2 separate regions of the Mus musculus genome follow, and region 1 is linked to region 2. Evidence: chromatin contacts called from public HiChIP or PLAC-seq data. All regions are on one chromosome and are shown on one strand. Each heading gives the region's core, a stretch centred on a gene start, on an enhancer-like site or on the middle of the called end of the contact. The rest is flanking DNA. Distances are from core to core; before and after follow the strand shown.

Region 1 (6,713 bases), core at 16-2,515, 68 kb after region 2:
TGTTGGGGCCAACGAGATGGCTTAGCGGGTAAGGGTGTCTGCCGCCAAGTCTCATAACACATCTTTGATCCTCACACGGTGGGAGGAAAGAAGAAACTCGTCTGACCACCACTGTACACTCTAGCATGCACTCATACACTGTTCCCAAATAAATAAATGTAATAAAAGCATCTCTCTATTTGATGTTTAAGCATTGGAGTTAATGTCTAGAAACAGTTTCCAGAATCTCAAACAACCCAATAGCCAGAGGCCCAAATACCCTAGATTGAGTCACGGGTTGACAGTTCCTAAATTGACATTTGCCAAAAAAAAAAAAAGAAAGAAAAGAAAAGAATGAAAGAAAGGAAGGAAGGAAGGAAGAAAGAAAAGAAAAGAAAAGAAAAGAAAAGAAAAGAAAAGAAAAGAAAGAGAAAAAGAAATAAAAATAGTCGGCAGATACAGAAAACAAAGCAACCAAACCAACATTCCAGTCCTCAGGGAAATAAATGCAAATGAGATCACAGTGAGCCGGATCCCCATGGCGGTAGGAATGAACGGCTGTTATAACCAAGATGAGATTTCTGGGTGGGCGATCTCGGGGTTGATGAACACAGTGCAAGAAGCTGAGATCAGAGTGGGTGATGAATTCAAACTGAGCAAGAATGAGTTTACAGTGACTCCTGAGAGCTGAGGAGAAGGTGGCAGGGAAAGAGGCGGGCCAGAAAGAGCTCACGGAAGATCAGGTGAGCCAGGTTTGAGTGACAATGGAGTGGCTGCAGAGAGGCCAGACCCAAGTCTGTTCTGAGTGAAGCCATTCACCAGGTGAAAGTCACCCGAAGGGAATGTGTGCCCGCATGAGTTAGGTGTAAACACACCTCACTCACTTCAGCCAAGAACACAGTCACCAGTAGTTAGGGGGAAACACCTCATTGACGCCCTAAGGCAACATGGAGAGATCCGTGCTTCAGGAGAGGAGAGTTTTTGTATGACCTTCAAGGGGAAAGGGTCAAGCGACAAGCAGAGCTGACTCTAGAAATTACAAATCCAAAGAAGAATTTGTTGGTATTTAGAGCAAACTGCCATGGAGAGATGTCAGGAGCGTTCAAGGGAATCCTGGGAAAGCCAGAAGGAGGAACCAGCGTTGAAGGAGGTTGTGTTCACAGCCCTGGAATGCAGGGGCTCCTCCCAACAGCTGGCTGGGGCGCAGGCATTGAACACATTAGTGAAACTTCCCACAGATTCCAAGAACTCGCGAAGGAGATTGTAGCAGCTATTGAGACACTGGGTGCCCAGCGGTCGGGACTCTTGTCTACAGGATAATTGCAAGTCGGGTAACTCTGGCCTCTTCTCAACTCTGCAAAAGATCAAGCCTGGGAGGGAATTCTTGTGTTGCTGGCCTTTTCTGACCTCCATGGTTCAGTCGGCCACGGGAAGAGAGAAGATTTATGAGTTTCCTTTTGGCACAGGAGAGAGAGAGAGCTCTGTCAGTTAAATATTTGCCTTTCCTAAGCAGGGGGATCTGAGTTTGATTCCCTGGAACCCACATAAAAAGCTACCTGTGGAGAAATGTGCTTGTTGTACTAGTTCTGGGGGTCAGAGGCAGGAGGATGCCTGGGACTGGCTGGCAGCCAGTCTAGCCTAGTTGGTGAGCTCCAGGCTAGTAAAAGACTCAGAAAATAAAAGATGGCTGGTACCTGAGGAATGGTACCCAAGGCTGACCTCTGTCCTCTATACACACATGTGCACACACACACATACACATACACACACACACACACACACAAAAGCATGCACACACATACAGTCACACACACTCACATTCTCATACACATGCACATACATACTCACACTCACAAGCACACATACTTGCACACACACACATGCACACACAAAAGCGTGCACGCACACACACACACATACGCACTCATGCACACAGGGACTTATTTTCACTCCTTGTTACCAAATGAGCTATTCGACTCTTAAAAAAAAAAAAAAGATAAAAGACAGCATTCTGGTTAAATTCCTGTTGCTCTGATAAAATGCTGAGCAAGAGCATCACCGGGGTTGGGGGGAGGAACGCATTCATTTGGCTTGCATGATAGAGTCCATCATGGAGGGAAGCCAAGGGTAGGGACTGAAACAGAGACCATGGACAAACACTGCTTTCTCCCCATGGCTTGCTCAGCTACCTTTCATATACCACCCAGGCCTACCTCAGTAGGGGATGGTGCCACCCACAGTGGGAAGGACCTGCCCACATCAATTAGCAATTAAGGAAGTGCCTCACATGTGTGGCCAGAGGCTAATCTGATGGCGGCAGTTCTTCAGCTGAGTTCCCCTCTTCCCAGATGCCTCTGGGTTGTGTCAAGCTGACAGCTGAAAGTAACTACCACAGACAGCAATGCTGGCCAGAGTGTGGAGAAAGAGGGAGTGTGAGTTAGCACAGCCATTGTGGAAACCAATACGGAGGTTCCTCGAGAAGGGAGACCAGACCCACTGCTGGTACACATCCAAAGGAAAGTGAAGTCCGCATGTCAGAGAGAGGATATTCCAAGATATGGGAACAGCCTGCATTGATATGCATGCCCCGTGGAATTCTCTTCAGCCCCAGTTCCCAGAGACGGCCCTGCCACAAGCATCCAGCCAGACCGCTTTTCAAATTATTGCTTATTATATATTCAGGAAAATTCTGTTTGATAGCATATTTCTCTTAGTGTTGATAAGTGAGCACAGCTGTGCAAATCACATGACCAAGATCTGGGACAATGCTGTCAACTTCAGAGCCACCCCCACAGTTTGCATCTGGAGGTCAGAGGACAACTCTGGGGAGTCAGCTCTCTCCTTCCACCATGTGGGTCCCAGGGATGGAACTCGGGGCAATCCGGCTTGACAGCAAGTGCCTCTCTGCCCGCTGAGCCATCTCACCGCCTCCTTAGTTCATTTTGAAGGGAGCTGCCTAATTTCCAAACAGCTGGGAATTTTCTAAAGACCTTCCTGCTGTTGTTGATTTACAATTAAATATTTTATGATCTGAAAAGGTACTTTCTACAGCTCCAGTTCTTGAAATGTGCTTAAGGTTGTTTATACAACCCAGAATGTAGTGCTCTGGGGGAACAATGCATTCGTGGTGGGGAATTCTATAAATGTCAACAAGGCCATCTTAAGTGGCCCTTATGCACAGGTCTTCTGCAACTCTGTTGCTATTCTGTCTGCTTGTGCTGCCAATCACACGGGGCTCTCCGTACCCATGGGGTTTGTGGTAGGTAGTGGACCAGCTACAAACCTGAAACGTTTGGGTTTGGGGAGAATTACGCATGCGCAGACTTCTTTCCGGTCATTATTCCTTCTGCAGTATAACTGTCTCCACGCCATTCACATTGTGTTCCACATTATGTATACATCATCTGGAGATGAATGTAAGAGTTTGTAAGTGGGCTCTGTGTGACTGTTGGACCCACTTTAAATATTTAAGTTTCTTTGGAGTTTAGTATTCATGAGGGGTCCTGGAACCATTTCCGAGAGTGGGGAGAAGCTGGGCTCAAAGTCACAGGCCAATAAGACAGGAAGATTGCAAGATCAAAGCCTGCCTGGGCTACAGAGGGAGTTCAAGGCTAGCCCAGGCACTCAGTGAGACCTAGTCCCGAAATAAAAAAAAAGTGTAAGGGGACTTGAGGGTGTGGCTTTGTGGTATAGCACTTGCTTAGTGTGCATGAGATCCCCGGTTCAGTCTGAGAGCCTGAGTGAACAAGGCTTAAGAAGTGGCGTGGGAAGCGAGAGGAGGCGTGTGCATTCTCCACCGTGATGGTAGCCTGGGATAACTGCTCTTGTCTGTGCTGCAGCCATCTTTACCCTGGAAGGTGAATGCTATGCTCAGGTCCACATATTTAGTCACAACTCCTCTGACCTTTTCAATTTGGCTTTTATTATCATTAATTAGGTGTGTGTGTGTGTGCGTGTGCGTGTGCGTGTGTGTGCGTGTGTGTGCGTGTGGGTATGTGTGTGTGTGCACGTGTGTGTGTGGGTATGTGTGCGTGTGCGTGTGTGTGCACGTGTGGGTATGTGCACATGGGAGATACTGGAAGCTCCTGGAGCTAGAGTTGCAGGTGCTTGGAACAGACCTGGGGAGCTCAGAAAGAGCAGGAAGTACTCGTAATTCCCAAGCCATGTCTTCAGCCTCTCCTTAGCCTCTTGATTGGAAGCTCCTGGTGCTGAATGTCCACCCTTCCCTCTTCTTTCATCCGATTTTACTAGAACTGGGACTTTCAGGCCATCTTTCATCATCAGCGTGTTCAGACAATTTCCATGTCATGCCCTCGGTGACATGATTGGGTAAAAGTCCATCACCTCCTCCCAAGTCTTGTAATTCACTGGGGGTTGGCGTGTTTGTTTGTTTGTCTGTTTGTCTTGTTGGTTTGTCTTTCTCTCCTGGTATTGTTTTCTGATCTTATTAGGATCTAGAAGAGTCTTTCTCGATGATGTATTATTTACACTCCTGATTTTTAATTTATATCTTTTAGTGTTTTTTTTTTTCCCTGTAGTGGTTTCCGCATGCCTACAGCATGGTCAACTGATTGGTGTCTCCCAGCAATGAATAGCATATCACTTTAAAAGTATTCTAAGATGTCATTAATACATCCACAGTTCCCCTTGCCTGTTGCTTATGAGGTTGCCACTGTCTCCAGTAGCTCTACAGGGTTTGTATTGCTGGCCCCAACAAGCGGCTGTTTTGTAGAGCAGTTACAGACAAGACCAGGGCCATGCCATGCATGCCTACACTTGTCCCAACTACAGCTATTTTTATGTCTTTGTTTTTGTCCTGTAACCTTCCTTGTACTGTAAGCCTGGTAGAAGTAAATTGAGTTACTCTTCATCTGAGAACAAATTGTCTCTCTGTCTCTCTCTTTCTTCTTTTTCTTTCTCTTCCTTCCTTTTTTCTTTTCTTTTTTCCTTCCTTTTCTTTCTCTTTTTCCTTCCTTCCCTTCCTTCCTTCCTTCCTTCCTTCCTTCCTTCCTTCCTTCTCTCCTTCCCTCCCTCCCCCTCCCTCCCTCTCCCTCTCTCTCTCTCTCTCTCTCTCTCTTTCTTTTTTTTTTGAGAGAGAGTTCCTCTATGTAGCCCTGGCTGTCCTTGAACTCTTTCGGTAGACCAGGCTGACCTCCAACTCACAGACATCCACCTGCCTTGCCTCTGCCTCTGTCTCTTTCATTTTTGAATGATATTTTCACTGGGCTTAGAATTCTGGACCACTTCTTCTAACTTTATTTCTATTATTTAAATATCTTAAAATATTCATTTCTGTGTATGCACACACGGGTGCTACAGAGTGTGTGCAGAGCCCTCAGGGGACACCTGCTGCTCAAGTCACCTCTCACGTTCCATCCTATGTGTCCCCCAAGGTCTATTAAACTCAGATCTCCAGGCCTAACAGCAGCGGCATTTATTGGTTGAGCAGCTGTCTTTCTGAGCTCCATCGGTCACTTTTTGGAAAAGATTAACATGCTAAGAAATCATATGGTTACTCTCTTGATATATACTTAATACTTATGTATGTATGTATTCATCTATTTACTTCTGTGGGACTGAGGACTGGACCCAGAGCTGCTCATGCTAGGCACACACTCTACTACTGAACTATATCCCCACCCTGCCCCTAATATAGTCCAGGCTGGCTTTGAACTCACAGCAAGCCCCCTGTCTCAGCCTCCCAAGTGTTAAAGTTAGAGGCATGCACCACCACATCACGGCTTCAAAATAGCATTCTTTTTATTTCTCAAGGTGAAACTTTTTTTTTCCTTTGGTTTTTTTGAGACAGGGTTTTTCTGTATAGCTCAGGCTGTCCTAGAACTCACTTTGTAGCCCAGGCTGGCCTCAAACTCAGAAATCCTCCTGCCTCTGCCTCCTGAGTGCTGGGATTAAAGGCATGTGCCACCACGCCCGGCTGAAACATTTTTAAAAAGCAAATACCTCTTTGGTTTTTTTTTGTTGTTGTTTGTTTGTTTTTTTTTTTACAATTTACCCTGAGTTTATGCATTGTTTTAATATATTTTATGTATCATATACACTTACATTCATAGGAAATATATGGAACTGCTCCATCTGACATTTCCTGCGTCATTCCACACCATTTCTTTTGTGTTCTGCCTCTGTTGATTCGTGTTTCCTCTACTGTGTTTATATACATCACATTGTATTTATGTACCCGAGTGACCATATTTCTGCCTTGACGTGGACGTCCCAGGTCACAGGCTGTGCATATTTTTGATGCTATCTGTAACTGTTCAGCTGTCTGCTGAGCAGATTTATTTGTGCACAGCTGGGAAGCTGCCTTCTTGTCCCCACCACCTCCCTTGGGAACAGATTTCCATCCCATACAGAGGTGACACCACTCAGATTGCAGCTTCCCTGGCTGATTAGGGCAGTCACACCTTCAGGGTCCTGTTCTTGGGGCATGACTTTCACAGAAGGTTTTTCCCAGCACACTCCACGCTAGAGCTGAGGGCCATGCCCACCCTCCTGACTGTGTCCAAATTCTCAGGGTCACCTCAAATGGCAAGGCAGCATATCCTTTCATTAGGTGGGCATACAAAATAGTTGTGTAAAATACAATTGTCTGGGTGTGTGGTCCCTCCCTGAGTTCTGGGAAAGTTAGAGCCAAATGTTGGGTGGGGGAGGGGCCCAAACTTCTTTGCATTCTGTACTTATTGAGGGAGTCTGGCTTCTCTATGCGTGATTCCATT
Region 2 (6,785 bases), core at 3,202-5,701:
CACTCCTTCTAGACCCCACCCCTCAATCCTTCTAGACCCCACCCCTCAGTCCTAGACCCCACCCCTCAATCCTTCTAGACTCCACCCCTCCGTCCTTCTAGACTCCACCCTCCAATCCTTTTGGTTTGTCTATTTTGTTCCTGCCTGTGTGTGGCATGCAACCTTTCTGTGTTGTTGTTCTATCTGTCCATCTGCAGGGAGTGTGTGTGAGGAAACACACAAGCTAGCTGTCCCACGCAGCTGGGACAGCTGACGGAAGGCACGTGACAGGGGTGAGGGGTGCACTTTGGGATACAGAGCTTAGCACAGAAACTTCTCTGCTGAGTTCCTTGGCCCCTGCAGGATGCACTCTGTCCTGCTCAGGCAGAACCCGCTCCCTGAGTTATTCACTCACCCCCTGTCACCAGCAAGCCCCCATTTGCACCAATCCTGTAAACATTTACAGAGTGGAGCCTCATTAAAACTTAAGGCCCACTTTGAATATTTAATTAGCATCCACTCAATACAATCTGGTAGGTTTTTTTCCCCCTCTTACTAAACCACAGCATTTCCCCACACATCCTTTCAGTTAACTGGGCATGCATTCATCAAAAGGTACTGTTTGAATATCGGATGTCAGATACTTGGCCCTGTCCCAGAGCGAGCACGAATCTCTCTTCTTGGTGCTCATTTCAGCCAGAAGAGCATGACAGTGACTGAAATGAATGCTGGAGATAAAAATGTGTGTCAGGTGGTGATTAATGTCCGTGAGAGAAGAACAGCGGGCAAGGGCTGAAAGCCACCTGTCGGCGTGACACTTGGGAGCCACCCGAGGGAGTGACGGAGTGAGGCTCGCAAAAAGGACTTGGTTATTGGATGGCAGGCCTACATGTTGCTCCAGATCCATATCCCAAAACTGTGTTAAGTGAGTAAAGCAAAACCAACCAGACCCAGGGTGATTGTCTGTCTATGGTGTCTCAGGAAGTCAGTTCCACAGGAACAATGCAGTGAGCAGAGGCCAGAGGTGGCAAGTCTGGGAAGGGACGTGCTGGTCCCGGGTACAAAGGCTCAGGAGGCTGGGGGAGGATCCATTTGACATCTATGAACTGTACTCTGACCATAGTAAATAACATGCCGGTCAGTGAGATTGCTCAGTGGGTAAAGGTGCTTGCTACCAAACCTGATGACTTGAGTTCATCTCTGGGATCCACCGGGTAGAAGAGAACTGATTCTTACAGATTGTCATCTACTCCCCACTCCTGCCCCCTCAACACACACCAAATGTAATCGAAATAACATGACACGTCCTTCCAAATTTTCATCGTAGAATCATGATTTAAGAAAGTGATCTAGGGATGGATGAATGAATTAGCTCGATTGAATCTTTCTACGGTGTATACCTAGAAAGAAACATCACCTGACAGTCTGCACTGAAGTTCATGGACTAGTCAATAGGAATAGAGCTGTCCCCAGGGAGAACTGCAGCTGGAAATACCCACTTCACCTCCCCCATGCCACCTGAGATCAAATGTTACTATGTTGTCCTGGCTCACCTAGAACTCTATATAGACCAGGCCGGCCTCTAATTCCTGGAGATCAGCCTGTTTCTGCCTCTTGGGTGCTGGGAATAAAGGTGTGTGCTACCACCTCAGGCAACAGCCCACTTTTTATTTGCCACATTTGCTTTATACATTTCTCTGCAGGTGAGATTTTCAAAGGCAGCATTGCGAAAGCATGGAGGATGGTGGTGGCTTGCCACCCCAGCCTGTGAGGGTGCAGAAGTACTGCGAGCACCCCATGGTCTGAGACCTTGTGGCTAGGCTCTCATACCTGGCAGATGGTCCTGTTAAATGTCCTTTCTCTCCGGTTTTTGCAGTTGTCATTGAGTCCCTGTGTCTCTCCCTTTATCCAAGGACAAATTTATACTAAAAGAAGCTCCTGGTTTTATTCTCAGCTTTGGAAACAAAAAAGGCCTGTACTCAGCAATCTGTTTAATCTTTTGGGTTCAGATGGGGCTGAGGGCCCTCCCGCCACGTCCTTCTAGGGAAGGGGAGAGAAGACTTGAACAGAGAAGAAAGTTATAAATCCCCTCTTCCCTGAACAGCACCTAGGCACCATGCTAAAGGTCATTATTACAAACAGCCTGGAGGTCAGAGTCCAGTTTCTCTGGTTCTGGGAGGAGGGCTATCCACAGAACCATCTGGAACCTTCTGTAGTGAGGTGACCAGATAATCAGAGAAGTTGTCAGAGCAGGCAGGAGTTATTGCAGTCACCTTGCCTTTTGACGTCCCTTTTCCCTCCCCCATCCAGGAGCCGGAAACCCTTTTCCCGTCCTCTTTAGGAAGCAGGCTGGACTCAGGACTCTTAATTCCCATTTAAAGTCAGGGCCATTGAGATGATAATGATAGCTCAGGTTTATTGGGTGTTATTTTCCACTTTATCGTAGCAATCTGAACATTTATTGAATGTGTTACCTCTCTTCTAAGCCCCGAATTAAGGGCCTTATATGTTAGTCTCTGTCTACTGGACACTGGGTGCTGCCTTCCAGTCTGCAGAGGAGAAATTCAGTAGGGAGACAGTCCTGCCCAAGAGCACACAAGTGGGGAGAGCTGGGGGGAGGGGGCTTTGTATCTTGTGGCTGTGACATACTTTGTGAGAAAGGCAATTGTAGGGGTGCTTGTGTGTGTTTGAACATTTGGAGCGAGGTGGATCAAATCAAGTCTTGGCTTCTGCTAAACTGAGGCACAACTAACAGGAAGTCTGACTTGATTGGGTGCTAAGTGGGGGTGGTCTGATTAAGGATGGTGTCAAATATCAGGGGGTGCCCTTGAATTCTGCAAGGCAGGTTGAAGAGAGAGCGTGGCCAGCTCTGGATGGGCAGGCGCAGGTGTTTCCTTTCCTGTGCTTTCCCATGTTTGAACTAGACCCAGATTTTAGCGGAGCTCCCAGTGCGATCTAATATTGATAGGGATTTTGAGGGTGCCGGTGGTAATGAGCCTGCAACATACACATGCGCACAGTGTCACCAAGTCACAGCCGGCCACACACACCCATCCACACCTACACCTGTGCTTATTAACATTTTGTCTTAAAGATTTCTCATTTTTATTTATGTATATGTGTGTGAGGATGCGTGAGCAGGCTGGAGAGGGCGTTGGATCTTCTGCAGTCGGAGCTACATGTGGTTGTGAGCTGCCCCATGTGGGTGCTGGGAACTGAACTCAGGTCCTCAGCAACAGCAGTACGTGCTTTTTAACTCACGGGTCTCCACACACTTATGAGGCTTTGAGGGTGCTAATAGACACGTATTATGTATGACCTCACACCCACTCACAAGCCACACTCACTCATACTCATACCCACCCATCCCTACCTACACTCACCAATGCATGCCCTACATGCCTACATGGCCACACTCATACACATCCAAAGAATATGCATACATCACATCCATATGACATGCATACACACACATACACACATCACATACATACACACATCACACACATACATGTATCACACACATACATACATCACATAATACACACATCACATGCATACATGCATGACATGCATACACACATCAAACACATACACACATCAAACACACACACACATCACACACATACATATATCACATGCATATACATTGTCCCCCCATTTCTACAGAACCACACTCATACACACACACATTTGTGCACATCCACACTCACAAGCACATGACAACTATGAAAGCACAGAGTAGAAGATATCTTGACATATGTAGGCCCACACTCAGCCACACCCCATTCACACTCTTAACACCCACATCTCCCCACACTTGTACCCTCACATACTTGCTCACACCCTCACACACACCTTCACACACTTGTTCACAGCCTCACACACTTGCTCATATGCTCACACACTTCCTCACACCCTCGCACAGTTCCTCACAGCCTCACAGACTTGTTCATACCCTTACACACTTGCTCACACACACACACACTTGCTCACACACTGTTGTACACCTCCTCTTCTTCCCCATCCTTCATTTATATCTAGTCTTACTTCCCATATGCCCCCAATGCTTACTATCCTTCAATACCTTCACTTGCTTGTATCCCAATACCCACACACATATACTTGCACACACATACACACACTTTCTTACCCCATACACTTATACTCTCACCACTGCACTCACACACAGTCTCACCCTCACAACCTCTCCCACTCTTACACATACACTTTCTCATCCAAGTATAAAGCCCCAGGCCAGTCTGGCCACCCTTTGATGGGAAAGTCCTGGAAAGGACTCAGCTGTTGTTAACAGACTGGTGTTAGGACCCAGGAAAGGCCAGAGTGGGATGGATATAAATAGAGAAGAACAAAGTTTGAGGCCCGCTGACATCACTCTGGCTCTCCACCCAAAGCCACGGGCTGGACTCTGGGCCAACGAGGTGTGGCGGAGCTCAGCTGCAGAGGGAGGCAGTACACACATCACTAAGCTCCAAGCTACGGGCTGAGCTCTGAGCTCCGACTTGAGACTTGAGACAGGAGGCAAGTGCCCACCAGTCCCAGACCCAGGACACAGACTCCTAAGCCTGTAGGCACCCAGAGGTTCTGGCCTGCCCATCAGCAGCCAGAGCCTTGGGGACTCTGGTGGAGCTGAGAAGGAGTGCTTATCCAACTCAGCACTGCCTCTAGCCTTCAGGTCCCTGAAGACTCCAGTTCGGAGAGGAGAATTGCACCTACTGCTTTCAGGCACCATAAATCAAAAAACGTTAGGGGACAGATGTTGCGGTGAGAAACCCGTGATGAAGATGTCCTTGTCCCCGGGAAGCAGGAGGTAGAGAAGTTCCCTGCAGGCTGTGGGCGAATCCCACTGCCTGGTTCCCACCATGAAGGATCTTCCAGCATTCCCTTGCAGCTGGGTCTGGCTACTCTGGTCCTTTTGCAGCGTCCAGGTAACGCTCTTGGCCTCCAAGGCAGCTGGGGTACACGTCTTCAGGAGAATGTCCTGGTACTAATCTGTGATCTTTCTTACAGGTGTGTAGCACTCAGCCCAGAGCCCAGGAACATCCAGGTAAGCCCCCCACCCCCACATCCCCCCTGTGATGACTGCTTTGCTTCTTGCCTTTGGGGGTTAAACAAATAATTTCTGTTTTATATAAATATAAGATTATTTGTTTAACCCCTTGTTGGGATCCTCAACCCTAGAAAATACATCCTGTCCTTTGAGACGACAGCCCTGGTGTGACCAGTGTCTTCGGGCTGCTGCTGAGAAAGCTGGTCTCTGTCCCAGCTGCCTCTTGCTCCAGGTCAGGTGTTGTCATCTAATTAAGGAGACATGTCCTTCAGAGTAGAAGGGCTTTTGCTCTTTCAACTTCACCCTTAGGGCCACCACCGTGGGCACTCTCCCTGGTGCCTTCAGCATCATGGTGCTGTGAGCTGCCCTCCTGAGTGTCCTGGACACCACCAGGTAGCACTTGCCACTTGTGCTGAACATGCACAGAGGGGATGGAGGGGCAGGTCACTATTGGGATATTTGTCTTTGGCTGTTGTGACTTCCCTTTTAGAAGCAGGAGGGTGACACTTGTTGGAACGATGGATCACAGTCCTGTTATAGATGAGAGGGTCGCCACATTTACAGTGGGGATGGATGGGAAGGGGCTTGCCGCCTGCTTGTGGCAGGTTCTCCAGGCTGAGAGGTTCTTGATGAAGGTTCAGAGGCAAAGGACAAGAACGTCTAGCCCATTTCTGGAAAAGCCTGGTGGGTCAGCGTAAAGAAGCCAGTGACTCAGAGCTCAGGGAGGCTGGGATTCCCAGCAGAACTGATCAGTTGGATCAGCCTGCCTCTAAATAGGAGCCCAGCTCCACCGGTGCTCACAGCCAACATGGCAACCACGGTAAAGGGTGGCCGAGAGGGTCTGAATCTGGAGAACATATCTGAAGCTGTGTCAGGGAAAACTCTCCCCCGCCTGCTGAGACTGAGGGCTGCCCATACCAAACGGCACCACCAGTCAGCCAAATCTAGAAGCGTGAATATTTCTTTCCTCTTTTTCTGAGAAAAGAAAGCTTCAAGGGCTTTTTTTTCTAGAATTTGGCCTTTGTCTTAGTTTCTACACACACGCACGCAACCATACATGTCTGCACATGCTCACATGTGTACACACCCACACTCCACACATAAGCTGTCGTTCTGGACTCTATACATGTCAGTGGTGTGGGTTCAGCCTCGTTCGTTCTGTATGGACGCCTCACTCCTGACCTGATGTTGGGTGGAACCAAGTGTCTTCTGGCTGAGCATCCTTGATAGAACACTAGCAGCCATTCCGCCGGGGCCAGCTCATGTGCACCACAGAGAAAGATGAAGAAGATGTAGCCTAAGGGTGTTCAAAGCCCAGGCTAGGGAGCCTTGGTACCTCTCAGCATCCTGTTATCTGGGATGGCTATCCAGAGAGTGCTTCCTTCAGGTCCCCATCCCCACCCTCATTCCTAGTACTTCCTTTGTCCTTCCCCCTCCCCCTCCTCCCCTCCTGCCTCCCCCTTCACCTTTTCTTTTCATTTCCCCTCCTTCCTTCCTCCCTTCTATTTCTGTTCTTTGTTTGTTTTATCCTCTTCACTCCGCTTCCTCACCTCCTCCCCTGCCCCCATCTGTCTTACACTTTGGATTTTGGCTTCGCTCGTTTTCCATAATATTCAGCCTGCTCTGCAAGGCCACGTTGGGTTTCTCTTCTTATGGACGAGAAACCCTAATGGAGACTTTAGGAAAACCTGGTCTCTGGCAGCCCCACCCCCACTCCCACCCCCACCCCACCCCT

What was found. HiChIP or PLAC-seq counts read pairs in DNA pulled down with a chosen protein or histone mark.
Region 1: a contact with region 2 is called in an H3K27ac HiChIP or PLAC-seq map of embryonic stem cells, with 17 read pairs. The contact joins the enhancer-like site here to the promoter of Adgrd1 in region 2. A contact is called at or near these places in 3 of 39 promoter capture datasets (hippocampal neurons, second pharyngeal arch cranial neural crest and stem cell-derived epiblast-like cells), 2 of 484 Hi-C or Micro-C datasets (nephron progenitors and pancreatic cancer cells), 4 of 115 datasets of contacts at active chromatin or transcription factors (embryonic stem cells, fibro-adipogenic progenitors and intestinal crypt epithelium) and 2 of 9 other capture datasets (adipose tissue and pancreatic islet).

Annotation. Positions count from the first base shown.
Region 1 is chr5:129,163,041-129,169,753 of GRCm38.p6, forward strand. All of the region lies in intron 14 of Adgrd1 (adhesion G protein-coupled receptor D1), which reads left to right. Among named protein-coding and RNA genes, the nearest start is that of Gm46923, 50 kb to the left of the region's middle. Within about 2 kb of position 1,266, at least 45 of the 459 cell types and tissues checked have an H3K27ac peak or open chromatin away from gene starts, as enhancers often do. A contact at or near this core is called in adipose tissue and embryonic stem cells, where this site is marked.
Region 2 is chr5:129,092,299-129,099,083 of GRCm38.p6, forward strand. It overlaps Adgrd1 (adhesion G protein-coupled receptor D1), which reads left to right and starts at 4,452. Exons shown (of 25, transcript NM_001347486.1): 1 at 4,452-4,928; 2 at 5,011-5,047. The coding sequence starts at 4,863.